2 separate regions of the Hordeum vulgare genome follow, and region 2 is linked to region 1. Evidence: chromatin contacts called from public Hi-C data. All regions are on one chromosome and are shown on one strand. Each heading gives the region's core, a stretch centred on a gene start, on an enhancer-like site or on the middle of the called end of the contact. The rest is flanking DNA. Distances are from core to core; before and after follow the strand shown.

Region 1 (6,699 bases), core at 1,578-4,077:
TTGGCATATTTAGGTGACATTAGGGTTGATTGATGTGTATCAAAGGTGTTATTCTAGTACAAACTCTAAGCCTGTTTGTGACATTTAAAGGAATAGCACAATAGATTGATCGGAAATAATAGCTTTGAGGTGATTCTACCACCTACAACAATTCATCTTATGTTCTCCGCTAAATATGAACTTTGAAGGGATTCTTTGTCGCACATTGAGGGATGATCATGTGATTCTATTATCTTAGCATTGTTGAGAGATTGCAGTAGTGAAAGTATGAACCCTAGGCCCTATTTCCAAGCATTGCAATACCATTTATGCTCCCTTTTACTATTGTTACCTTGTTGTTTTTATATTTCAGATTAAAAAAATCTATATCTACTATCCATACTACACTTGTATCACCATCTCTTCGCCGAACTAGTGCACCTATACAATTTACCATTGTATTGGATTTGTTTGGGACACAAGACATTTCTTGTGTTTGATTGCAGAGTTGTTGGAGAGAGACCATCTTCATCCTACACATGTCACGGATTGATAAACCTTAGGTCATCCACTTGAGCAAAAAATGCTACTGTCCCCAACAGAGTCAACAAGAATAAAGTTGTGTAGTACACATCACTCCTCGATATTCTTCATCAACAACTTGACCACCACAATTTCTTAATTCGAGACTTGGCGTTCCACCAGTTCTAGCACATAGTTGCTCCTGTAGTGTATGGTATCAATCCTTCCATGCTAGTCGGATTTAGCACGTTGACGGAGTAGAACTAAGTTTCCTGTCATTTCTTGAATCTCTTGGGCCACTACATGTCGAAGTAATTGTTATTCATCATGGTTTGCAACCCGAATTTTCCACAAATACGCAATATGCTAGGGCGACTATTTCGGGTTTCGTGCAAAAGAGGTGCTTCCACAAAGCCTAGTGGGGCTTCGTGCCCAAGAAATGCTCGCAAAGCAAAATAAAGCACGAGAGGTGGGCAATCCCATTGGCCAACGAACGATGGAGTTGCACCCCATAGTACCTAAACATGTCCTAGACGAAGGGGTGGATTGATAGGGGAAGCCCTCTACCAAGGAAATGGGTGAGCAACACGGGCTCCATTTTGCTTGGGTTTGATGCTCACCATCCTTGGAGCGAAGGATACTCGACGACATAGTTGGCGACATTTGTTATCGTCATTGTAGATGACAACCAGTCCCTATGTGCCAGTTAACGGGGAGAGGGGTCGAGGAAGAGGCGTCAATGCCCTTTGCAAGCTCCAACCTCCGTATCTTGGTGATCACAGCGACGACACTTCATGTGGAAGATAAGGAGGATTTGGTGGAGGTCGCTCAGGCGTGGCGATAGTCACGATGGGGGTTCAGAACAAAAATATGCGATTTTGGGGAGAATGCTCCCCCTCACCGCTATGCCTTTCAAAGGGCTTAAAGTTCAACCTTCATCAAAATCTGACCGCACATGTGCCGACTCCGGGATACATAGAGGGCAAGAATGCATTACCCACGTGAAGACCAAGGTGACATCATTGTTCTCTCCTCCACCATGCTGGGTGGCTCCAACCTCTAACACACGACAGTCAAGGATATAACCCCTCTCTGACCGATGAAATGTCGCAATTTGCATGGTAGATTAATTTGATGGTTTACTAAAGATTCAGTGTGATGTCACTCGCAACAACAACCATTCAGCTTCTTCTCAGTCAAGAATCTCAAATCTGACTATGATGACTCCGAGTTGATTGTTCCATGCAAGTTAACGGAGAAATTCCAAGTGACCTGTTACTCGGAGATGACCTGCTCTGCATTTTGAATGATGATAATTTGCCTCCACAGGGTTTGTCAAATTACTCACCAAGAGCCTTAAAAAAAGGCGGATTTCTCATACATCTTCAACATACCTATATTTTTTCAAGTATTAATCATGCACTTTTATATTATTTTTCTGGGCTAACCTATTAATCTAGTGTCGAGCGTCAGTTCCTATTTTCTGTGTGTTTTTATTTTACAAAAAAATTAATATCCAAAAAGATCAAAGCACCCTCACAATTTAATATGATTCTTTATGAAATATATGTGATTGTTAGACGAAGTAATCAAAAGCAAAATGGTACCGAGCCCCCAAGGGCAGGGGGCGCGGCCACCCCTGACCGCGCCATGGGCCCTTGTGGGCAGCTCTTAAGTCCATTGAAACTCTTATTATCAGAGGTTCCTAGATTGCATAATGCCAATCTCCGGGTGCTACATATCTCAACATAACAAATCTTTTGAGCCTGCTTAGCTAACGAACGTTTGCTGAGGAGGATGGCAACCGCGTACGTTTTTCATGACAATTTCTTTTTTTTACTGGGTAATTTTCTTCATACTAACATGACACTTATACGGAAGAGAAGACAAAAAATTCTTTTTAAGGGGTAGAAGACAATTTAAGACTAAACAGTCATCGTTTTCTCAGTCAAACTGCTGTGAGTAGCGAACGTTGGCTAGTTAAAACTAACGAAACTGTTTTTAGTGATATAATTTTTATATTAAACAATATATTTTATATAAATCAAATTGACATACACGTCATGTCTTTTAAACCGCGACGAAGGGAGTAATGTTTTTAGTGATGAAATTTACCATGTGCGTGGAACTGCTGACCGTCTATCTCTTCTCCCATGTGGCAACGAAAAGGTGGGGGTCCTCCAGACCGTCCACGTGCGTCACGTCGCGGTTCCGAAACATAGCTGCCTAGTGCCTAGCAACACTAGAATTGGTAGACAGGTCCGCGCGAGGCCGAGGCAGCCACACACGCACAAAGTATCTGAGCTAGCCGCCAATTGTCTCCGGCGACCCGCCATGCCGCATGTCCTCTCCCTTTTCCTCCCCGTCTCCTCTCCTCCTGGCCAAACAAACTAGTTAAGCCCCAGCGCAACGGCCGATCGTGCTGGGAGCTCTTTAAGAGATCGAGTGGTGGCTGGTGGCTCAGCGGCCGAGCGAGCAGAGTACAGTAGTCGGAGCTCGCAAGTCGCGACTAGGAATGGCTTCGCTGCAGGTCGGCGCCGGCCGCGGCGTGGGTTGCTGCTTCGGCCCGCTGGACGGCCGGCGGCAGGAGAGGAGAGCGACGGTGGCGCTGCGACCGCCGAGGGCGGCGGCGGCGGCGGGTGCGGGCGCGAAGGTGGCGGAGGAGGACAAGGTGAGGTTGGGCGAGTCCAGCGTGGCGGTGAGCAAGCTCGGCATCGGCGCATGGTCGTGGGGCGACACCACCTACTGGAACGACTCCGAGTGGGACGGTGAGTCACTCGTTTCGTCACATGTCTTTTCTTGCCTCCAACTAATAATTTAATAACACAATTAAATCTACATACATCACGTCCTCAACGAGACAACGCACGATGAAATTGGACTTGAACTGCTTATAAATAAACTTTGCTGCTAAAATTGCACACGTAGTCGTGGCGCTGTGTCATGTCATGTCATGTGTGTGTGTTACCTACTACCTACATCTACAATTCAGCATGCCTGGTCACTCTACGTCCATCACATGCATGGTCAGTCAGAAAGTGTGACCACGAAATTAACGCTCTGAAACCATGGTCATGCTTCCCATGCATGCGTCATACTGTAGTTGACTATCACTACTCAACCACTCATGGGTTTCCATCCTAAGAAAAGAAGGAAGTTAATTTGGCATGCAGACAGGAGACTCAAGGAGGCTAAAGCAGCATTCGACGCCAGCATCGACAGCGGAATGACTTTCTTTGACACCGCCGAAGTATACGGCACAGCGGTAAGATCAAATTTCCCTAATTCGCTCGAGCCCCAAAGTAACGCACAATTTTGGAGAAAGTTTTATGTCTTGTGTCCCTCGTGCAGCTCATGGGAGCAGTGAATTCAGAAAGCCTACTAGGAGAGTACGTAAACCATCCCATAATTTACCATCAGAGATTCAACAAATTTGTTCAGGAATGAAATTATATCGATGACTATTGATGGATGCGTACGTGTTATGCATGTTGATGACAGTTTCATCAGGGAGAGACAGCAGAAGGGAGCGGTGGATGTGACCGTGGCCACCAAGTTTGCGGCGCTTCCCTGGAGGTTCGGACGTGGCAGCGTCCTCTCCGCGCTCAAGAAGTCGCTGGAGCGCCTCGGCCTCCCATCCGTCGAGCTCTACCAGCTCCACTGGTCCGTCAGTCGCCCGCCTCGTCTCAGTCTCTGAATCTCTGATGCAACATCTGCCTAGCTCTGAATTATTATTCAGACTTTTGCTGACTGACAAGCACTTGTTGTTTTTTCAGGCCAGGGCTATGGGGAAACGAAGGTATCCAATTATAATATTATTATACGACCTATTCATATCGATTTCAAGGAGCGTGAACAGAATTGATGTTCTTGCTTGCATGGTTAACTATTTCATTCAGGGTACCTTGATGGCCTGGCGGACGCGTACGAGCAAGGTCTCGTCAAGGCCGTCGGAGTCTCCAACTACAATGGTAACATCTGATCTTCACAGGCCGTGGAGTAGAAATGCCTTATTCATCAGAAGATAACAGTTGATTACCCACTGGATGTATGTATGTATGTATGTATGGTATGATTTGACATCAGAGAAACGCCTCCGGGACGCACACGCGCGGCTCAAGAAGAGGGGCGTCCCGCTCGCCGTCAACCAGGTGAACTACAGCCTCATCTACAGGACGCCCGAGGAGAATGGCGTCAAGGCCGCCTGCGATGAGCTCGGCGTCACGCTCATCGCCTACTCCCCCATTGCCCAAGGTTTAGAATTAGATTAGGGTTTCCTATCCTCCCTCCCTGCTCAACGTCCGATACATGAATCATCTTTATTTTATTTATTATTACTTAATCATCTGTTCCCCATCATTGTATTCAGGTGTTCTGTCAGGGAAATACACGCCGGAGAATCCACCAACGGGTCCTCGGGGGAATACCTACACTCCCGAGTTCCTCACCAAGGTGATACCATTTCTGAAACCGTTGAACAAAGCTTGGATGTTCATGTCCCCTTGAGATGAAAAACTATGCTCACTGAAGATTTTGTTTCTTAATGTCATGTACGCAGCTCCAACCACTCATGAACAGAATCAAAGAGATTGGAGTAAGCTATGGCAAGAACCCAACTCAGGTACTTCACACAATATTAATCAACTCATCACGTTTCCCACTCTAAAAAAAACAAGTATCGATTCTGAGATATAGCTTACCCACCACCGCACCACTCAAAGAAACTGTATATATAGACAAGGGATATGTGCAGAAGAGTTTAATGGATTGTTGTGGTTTCAGGTGTCTCTGAACTGGCTGACCTGCCAGGGCAACGTGGTGCCCATCCCGGGGGCCAAGAACGCCGGGCAGGCAATGGAGTTCGCCGGTGCCCTCGGGTGGAGCCTCACCGCCGACGAGGTCGAGGAGCTGCGGACCCTCGCGCGCGAAATCAAGGGAATCAAGATGCCCATCGAGGAGTCATGATGCATTGGAGGACATCACTTGTACTCTTCGCGTACGTGTTATACGTCCACGTGATCCATCCATAGCAACCCCATATATAGTAGAACAAGTAGATGTAACCGCATGGGACATGTGGTTAGGCCAAACTCCAACGTGCAGGCTCCAAAAAAAACTTATATTTTTATCCGTTTGGATCAGAAATAAGACTGTTGTTTGGCCCTTTTGTCCAGCGTGCCGGAGCAAATTTGGCCGGAGCCCAACCAACAGTCGTATTTCATCCCGCCCTTTTGTAAGAAAAAGATGAAACCTAATTAATCCACGGTCATTGCCATGACAGCGAACATAGTTCATGCCGACCAGAGCGTCAATGGCCGACACACATATCAGCCTACAAAAATAATCACCCCTACGGTTCACATCGACACAATAGCCAGCGGCCATCATAATAGTCGGCGGCCGGCACACTTGCTAGCGCATAAAACAAGTCGTAGTTCATGACTCGTGGCTCCTAGTTCATGACAGCACACAAAATGATGTCGCTCTTGGTCATAGCTCAATCTTCTAGATTGAGCATCGTCTTTTGCTTCTTCTCGAATCAAACTCTTCTCTTCGGGGACATCTTGGTCAAGTCCACCGTCATGATCTCCACTTTCTTTGCAATCTTCAAGCTAGCGTCACCTCTTTAGCTTTGGTGTTTGTGTTAGTCGCCTCAAGCTCGAGCTTCTTTGTATGAAGGGCCTCCTTGATCTCGAGGTTCCTCCTTTTGTCGACCTCCTGCATCTCGAGCTTCTTCGTTTGGAGCTCTACATAGACCTTCATTTGCTCTATTTTTCTTGACGTTTCCTCTCGTTCCTTACTTCGTTTTTGGGTCATCATGCCTTGCAAAGTTACTTGCAAGGTAAACGAGGCCGCATCATGCTTCTCATCCACTTTCGAGTTGGCTTTCCCCTTGGCCACTTCACTCCATATTCATGCTCAAGGATGGTCGTCGACCCTCCATTCTTCTCAGGGTGGCATCTTGATCTTTAAACTTGGGGAAATCTTTGATTAGCGTCTAACAGTGGGTGAGGGTGAAAGATTTGTTCCCATATTGGGCATTGAATGCTTTCAAACTTTGGAATGCCTACATAATCATAGTGACGAGCACGACGTAAATCCCAGGCCGCTCATGGGTCGTGGTTCAACTCTTTCAACGACAGCAGAAAGCTTGTTGCATTCTTGATGAATAAACCACCATTTCTTTTGAATTAAGTT
Region 2 (6,257 bases), core at 1,239-3,738, 220 kb before region 1:
TCAGCTGCGCAGAACAAACTTGCTGCTAAAGTGGCAAAAAAGTATGCCTTCTTTATTCTTCCCACAACAACAACAACAACAACAACCAAGCCTTTCAGTCCCAAACAAGTTGGGGTAGGCTAGAGTTGAAACCCATAAGATCTCGAAGCCAAGTCATGGCTCTGGAATGTGGATAGCTAACTTCCACGCACCCCTGTCCATGGCTAAGTCTTTGTCGATATTCCAAACCTTCAGGTTTCTCTTAACGGACTCCTCCCATGTCAAGTTTGGTCTACCACGACCCCTCTTAACATTCTCAGCACGCTTTATCCGTCTGCTATGCACCGGCGCTTCCGGTGGCCTCCGTTGAATATGTCCAAACCATCTGAGACGATGCTGGACCAGCTTCTCTTCAATCGGTGCCACCCCAAGTCTCTCTCGTATATCGTCATTCCGTACCCGATCCTTCCTTGTGTGGCCACATATCCATCTCAACATGCGCATCTCTGCTACACCTAACTGTTGGATATGTCGTCTCTTGGTTGGCCAACACTCCGCGCCATACAACATCGCAGGTCGGATAGCTGTCCTATAAAACCTGCCTTTTAGCTTTTGTGGCACTCTCTTGTCACAGAGTACGCCGGAAGCTTGGCGTCACTTCATCCACCCAGCCTTGATTCGGTGGCCCACGTCTTCATAGATATTGCCATCCTTCTACAACATGGACCCCAAATATCGAAACGTGTCTCTCTCCGATACCACCTGCCCACCAAGGCTAACCTCTCCATCCTCGTGCCTAGTAGCACTAAAACTGCACCTCATGTATTCAGTTTTAGTTCTACTAAGCCTAAAACACATGACTACTAATTAGCTCGGCAATAGAGGTCTTTTGCGCTTTTACTCCAAAAAACACAGCATAACTTGCAGTGTAATGTTTTCTGTCTGACTGTTTCTAAATTCAACACAAGTTGGTTCAAACTATTAGAGGCAATGTGCAAAACATTGTAACTTAGATGATCCTCAATTTTAAGCTATCAAGTAATACATCAACAAGAATTAGTTTCCAACAGCTTTCTCTTCACTGTTTTATACCCACCTTGATTCCCAGAGCTTAGTATTTGCAGTGTAGTGTTTTATACCATCCTTATATCTATGTTTCCCTGTACAAACCTTAGGTAATTTAGGTGTTTGCACACATTTTTTATGTTACAGATTATTTGCACCCTGTACCAGTTCCAGTAACCTTGCAGGCAGCTGTTAAGCTGCTGTAACTTTCTTAATTATCTTCAAATTGCTGTTTCTGTTTCAATTCGTGACCTCTTTCTTGATATCACGCACTGTAATCTCTTTTTGATTCCATATTATAATATTAGATTCAAGGAGAAGAGTTATGGTAGCAGTGGTGCAACATCTGGACTGACATCTAGTTTGGCCTTTACACCAGTTCAGGTGAGTTTATTTTTCCCTGGTACACTTTAAGATAGGTAATTGATGTTATGCATGATATTTAGCCAATCCAGTTGTTTAACATGGGATCATGGCTGGTACTCTAGATTGCTATGTAAATTTTTATCTTGTATTTGCGTAGTTGTTGCTTGACTTGTTCATGTTGAGGAGTCGGAAAAGGCAGTGCATCCATTGTTTTTGTCTTTTTCCTGCACTAGAAAGTCCTAGATTTTGCTTATGTGAGTGAAGTCATCATGAACGATATACTTTGCTGTACTGTAAGTTTACCCATAAATATGGTACCGTACAGCATTGCATATTCTTTTTTCCTTTCTTGTATACAAGGCAGCTTTATGGCTGCTGTTAGTTTGGACCATGCTTTTATTCATTCAGCACCTTCTGTAAAGATGGTAATCAGTAGGCTGTATGCATCCTCGACGCCATTATACGGTTTCAGTTAGTTGGATTGCCCTATTTTGTTATTTTTAAACAGTTTAACCACATAAAATCCCTGGCATCACTCCCATCTTTCTTATATACCTTACCTGTCACTTACAGGGAATAGAGCTGTCAAACCCACAGGCACATGGGAACCTTCTTGGAAGTGGAACCCAGAACACCTACTTCTCGGAGAACGGAACATTTTCTCGGATGAGTAGGCCTGGAGGCTAGAATCTGAAAATGGAAGGACCTGATTCTCAGTTTTACCACGTGATTTGTAAAATAAGTACAGTTTCCGCGCAAAATATATACATGTAAATACAGTTCATGCACTACAACATCACAATGTATGAAGTCATGCAGTACACAACATTACAGTTCACGCACTACAACAACACAATGTATGAAGTCATGCAGTACACAACATTACCTATGCTTCGTGGATGATTTTTCCAGAAAACCCGCTGGAATTACCTTATCAGACTGTTGCATTCCAAATGTTTGATCGTTCCATACCATTCAACTGAGTTGAGCTCCATACAAGGTGCAGAATTGTAATTTACCTTTTTTGAGGAATATTTTTTTTTAAAGTGTAATTCACCATCATGTTGTGATCGACATAGAACAATGAAGAATGTATGGTGCTGATGTTGCATGCTGTGGTGTTTGGTGACGGTAGGTTCTATTAAGCATGATCACAAACCAGTAAGTATCTTTCAAGTTTTCTTAGGGTTTTTCTGAGAGAATTTTGAGTACAAGGCATAGTTTAGTCATTTTTTGTTTCTAATTGTAGGAAAATTTCGAGGCTAATTTTAGGGGAAGGAATCTCCAGGCTACTACATGGCGACAAACTCAGTTCACACTTATTGCTCTAATGTGGCCCTGGCCCACAGCCCAATTACGAGCAAGCCCACTGGCCCACCTATCCCTTTCATTCAACAAACTAGTTGCTCTTAAGAATTCCTCTTCTCCTTCTCTCTCTCAAAAAAGGAAGAAAAGAATTCCTCTTCTCCTCCTGACATTTCCCAACTTTCCCCTCTTGTCTGATTGGTACCCCTCCAACGCCTGCTTCGTGGGATCAGTTCGCCGGAAGATCAACAGCTTTAGTTGCCTACTGATCCCTCTTTTGCTTGGTAAGTTCATCTTTCACAGCTTGTGCTATTTCCCCCTTCTTTTCATGTTTGTCGGACCATGCAGCACCTTGCCTTAACCTTTCCGCGCTTTACAAAACTGGATTTGTTGTTAGTCTAGTAGTTAGACAAAAAGAAAAAGGAGCCTTTAACTCCTTCAAAGTTTCAGATAATTGGCATATGCTTTAGTTTAATCACTCCAGTGATCTTACAATCCCTTTTAGTTTATACATAAATTATACTTGAAGGTTCTTCATCAAGGTTATTTACTTAATTAGCAAATTCCTGATTTACTTGAATGATCTGATTTACTCACAACATTTCTGAGAAAGGCACTAAAAGAGACATGTTGAAAATAAATATGAAGCTTGATTTGCTCGCGTTTTATGTCGAATGGAGATCGTATTTTCCAGTGTGTGGAACGATGCCAGAGCACTCTGAGAATGCCACAGAGAACATGATGAGTGGCATCATGGACGCCATCGCCGACAAGCTCCCCAAGCAAAAGTCTGTCAGGTTCGACATCGACGATCAGGGCTCCATCTCCGGCCAGGCCAAGAAGCTCTTCGGGGGCCACAAGTCTGTCCACCACATCCTTGGCGGCGGAAAATGTCTGGACCTCTTATACTTGCTTGGCATTTTCATTTTCGCAACCTACAACTTTTATCTCCCTCTTATTAATCGGACACGGAGTTGCTGATGATATGTCCGCTTCCTTCCCCGCGGCGGCAATGACCGCAGCCGCCGACGTGCTACTGTGGAGGAACAAGAAGATCTCATCCAGCGTTCTTGCTGTTGCAACAGCTGCCTGGGTCTTCTTCGAGTGGCTCGGCTACCATTTGCTGACCATCGTATCATTTGTGCTTGTTTTTGGCATGGTTATCCAGTTCGGATGGTCCAGCTTCGCAGGCATGCTCAATGGGTATATATGCACCAATTCTGCAGTGTTTTTATATGTTTGCTCTCCATCCTGAACTTCGGTAGGCAGCATAATCACAAGCAGTAAAACTTTATGTATGGTGTCTGCTTTTTCAGGTCTCCTTCTAACGTGCCCCGTGTAGAGTTGCCAGAGGAGCTGTTTGCAAACATCGGTGCCGCTGTCGGCGCCCAGGTGAACAACTTCTTGGGAAGCCTTCAGGATGTGTCCAGTGGAAGAGACCTGAAGCAGTTCCTTATGGTATGTTGCGCCTTAAGCTAACGTCTATGAGATGAAATCTGTCCTATCAGTTTGTCCTCCCCCATGAGCACTTGCAGTAGCAGACATGTAGGGATCAGACCAGGCTTGATTTCTTTCTTTCAGGTGATTGCCGGGTTCGTTGTCACCGCTTTCATCGGGAGCTGGTTCAGTCTCATCACCGTTATCTACATCGGTAACAACCATGATTTCACTTGATAATATGTTGAGGAGGGATGAACACCTGGACATTTTTTTTTTCTGAATACCATTTACACTGGTGCTCTGGTGCAGGGTTTGTGTGTGCACACACTCTACCAGTGTTCTATGAGAGGTATCATGATCAAGTCGATGAGGTGCTGTACAACATGCTTGGGTTGGTTGGGAGTCAGTACCAGAAGCTTGACAAGGGCGTCTTGAGCAAGATACCAAAAGGGAACCTCAAGTTCAGGAAGAGCCAGTAGTTGGACTGTATGCCGTGTGATCCGGATGAACCTGCTAGAATTAACAGGCTTGTCCCATGTGCATTTTTTTTTTGAAACAAGGCAAAAGACTTGCCAATTTCATTGAATAAGGAGAAGGTTTAGACATATGCCGCCGCGCGGCAAAGAAAAAAGAAACTACTCTCGCGACATAAGACTACTGAGATGCTTTGCTCCCGCTAACTCCCAAAGCTGGGCCTCCTCTTTGATTCTCGTGACGACGACGGTGGCTGGGGTGGCGGTGTTGCTAAAGACTCTGGCGTTTCGCTCCTTCCATATTTCCCATGAGACCAGCATCATCACCGAGGCAGTGGCCTTTTTTATTTGGCCTCCAGCCTCCACTGAACGGAGCCACCAGTTGTGGACGGAGTTTTCATGCTGCCAAATCATCGGCGAGTGGCCGTGCATGCCAAGCCAAATAACAATCTCGTTCCAAACTCAGGCGGTGAATCGACACCGGAAGAGGAGGTGAGCGGCAGTCTCCGGGGCCTGCTTGCATAACTGGCATATCCCACAATTTGGCCACCCTCTCCGTTGCAACCGATCTACTGTCCACACACGATTTTGCAGGATTAACCATGCAAAAAATTTGCACTTGGACGGCGCCCACGTCTTCCAGTTAACAGCAGAGGTTGCACTCAGAACCAGCCCCGAAAATTGAGCCATGTATGCCGTGGAGGCTGAATAATTCCCACTGGTTGTGAACTTCCACGAAATCATGTCCTTCCTCTCAAGGTGGAGAGTGACATCATCCATCATCTCCCAGAGAGTGGCAAATTCCTGGATATGTGTCAAAGTGAGGCCCTGTGTAGTGTTGATCTGATGGATCCACAAGTTGTTGTCAAGGACCTTGCTAACCACACACTCCTTTCTGGAGATGTTGAAAATGTTAGGCGCGATGTCTTTGGGCCGGAGGCCATTTAGCCACGGGGATTCCCAGAATTTAGCCTTCATACCATCACCTAGTGTCACTGTTGTGGCCGCCGCAAAAAGATTACTGTCACTGTTAGAGCATGGCGTTTCCATTCCCACCCAAGTCTTGGGAGGATCAGCCGAGTCGAACCAAAGCCAACGGAGTCGTAGAGCGGTCGCAAATTTCTCCAGATTTAGCACGCCCAGTCCTCCAAAGATCTTGGGTTTGCAGACAAGGTCCCAATTCACCTTACATTTGCCTCAGAAACTTTATCACAACCAGCCCAGAGGTATGCACGTCTCAATCTGTCAATTTTCTCTCTCACTTTGACAGGGAGCTCAAGGGGCGTGAGGTGATAAATCGCGATGGCCGTGAGGACCGCCTTGACAAAAACAATGTGTCCAGGGGTAGCAAGATGCAGCGCCGACCATGGCGGAAGCTTGCCCGCTACCTTGTCCTCAAGGTACTGGAAGTGAATGTGCTTAAGTCTCGTGACCGATAGGGGTAGCCCGAGGTATCGCATAGGGAATGAGGTCCGAACCGCTGGGAAGGCGTGTAGGATGTCCTCGAGGTCAACATTAGTGCAACAGATTGGGGCCACCAGGCTCTTGTTACAGTTGGAGACAAGCCCCGTGACCTCACCAAAGGACTGAAGAGTCGTAGCCAAGAACTGAATATCCTCCTTGATAGGC

What was found. Hi-C and Micro-C count contacts between places; a contact is called where the count stands out from the background.
Region 2: a Hi-C map of leaf shows a contact between it and region 1, with 7 times the contacts expected there. The contact joins the promoter of LOC123426289 here to the promoter of LOC123426288 in region 1. A contact is called at or near these places in 5 of 6 Hi-C or Micro-C datasets (leaf and seedling).

What each region holds. Positions count from the first base shown.
Region 1 is chr2H:358,789,387-358,796,085 of MorexV3_pseudomolecules_assembly, reverse strand. It overlaps LOC123426288, which reads left to right and starts at 2,827. Exons shown (of 10, transcript XM_045110089.1): 1 at 2,827-3,269; 2 at 3,675-3,766; 3 at 3,853-3,890; 4 at 4,003-4,164; 5 at 4,278-4,300; 6 at 4,401-4,472; 7 at 4,588-4,755; 8 at 4,871-4,953; 9 at 5,060-5,122; 10 at 5,284-5,668. The coding sequence starts at 3,017. The coding sequence ends at 5,466.
Region 2 is chr2H:359,011,457-359,017,713 of MorexV3_pseudomolecules_assembly, reverse strand. LOC123426289 (reticulon-like protein B8) reads left to right here and starts at 2,488. Exons shown (of 7, transcript XM_045110091.1): 1 at 2,488-2,571; 2 at 2,660-2,999; 3 at 3,410-3,607; 4 at 3,738-3,918; 5 at 4,032-4,173; 6 at 4,297-4,366; 7 at 4,465-4,704. The coding sequence starts at 2,521. The coding sequence ends at 4,634. LOC123426290 (U4/U6 small nuclear ribonucleoprotein Prp31 homolog) reads left to right here. Exons shown (of 5, transcript XM_045110094.1): 3 at 1-41; 4 at 1,353-1,428; 5 at 1,984-2,344. The coding sequence ends at 2,097.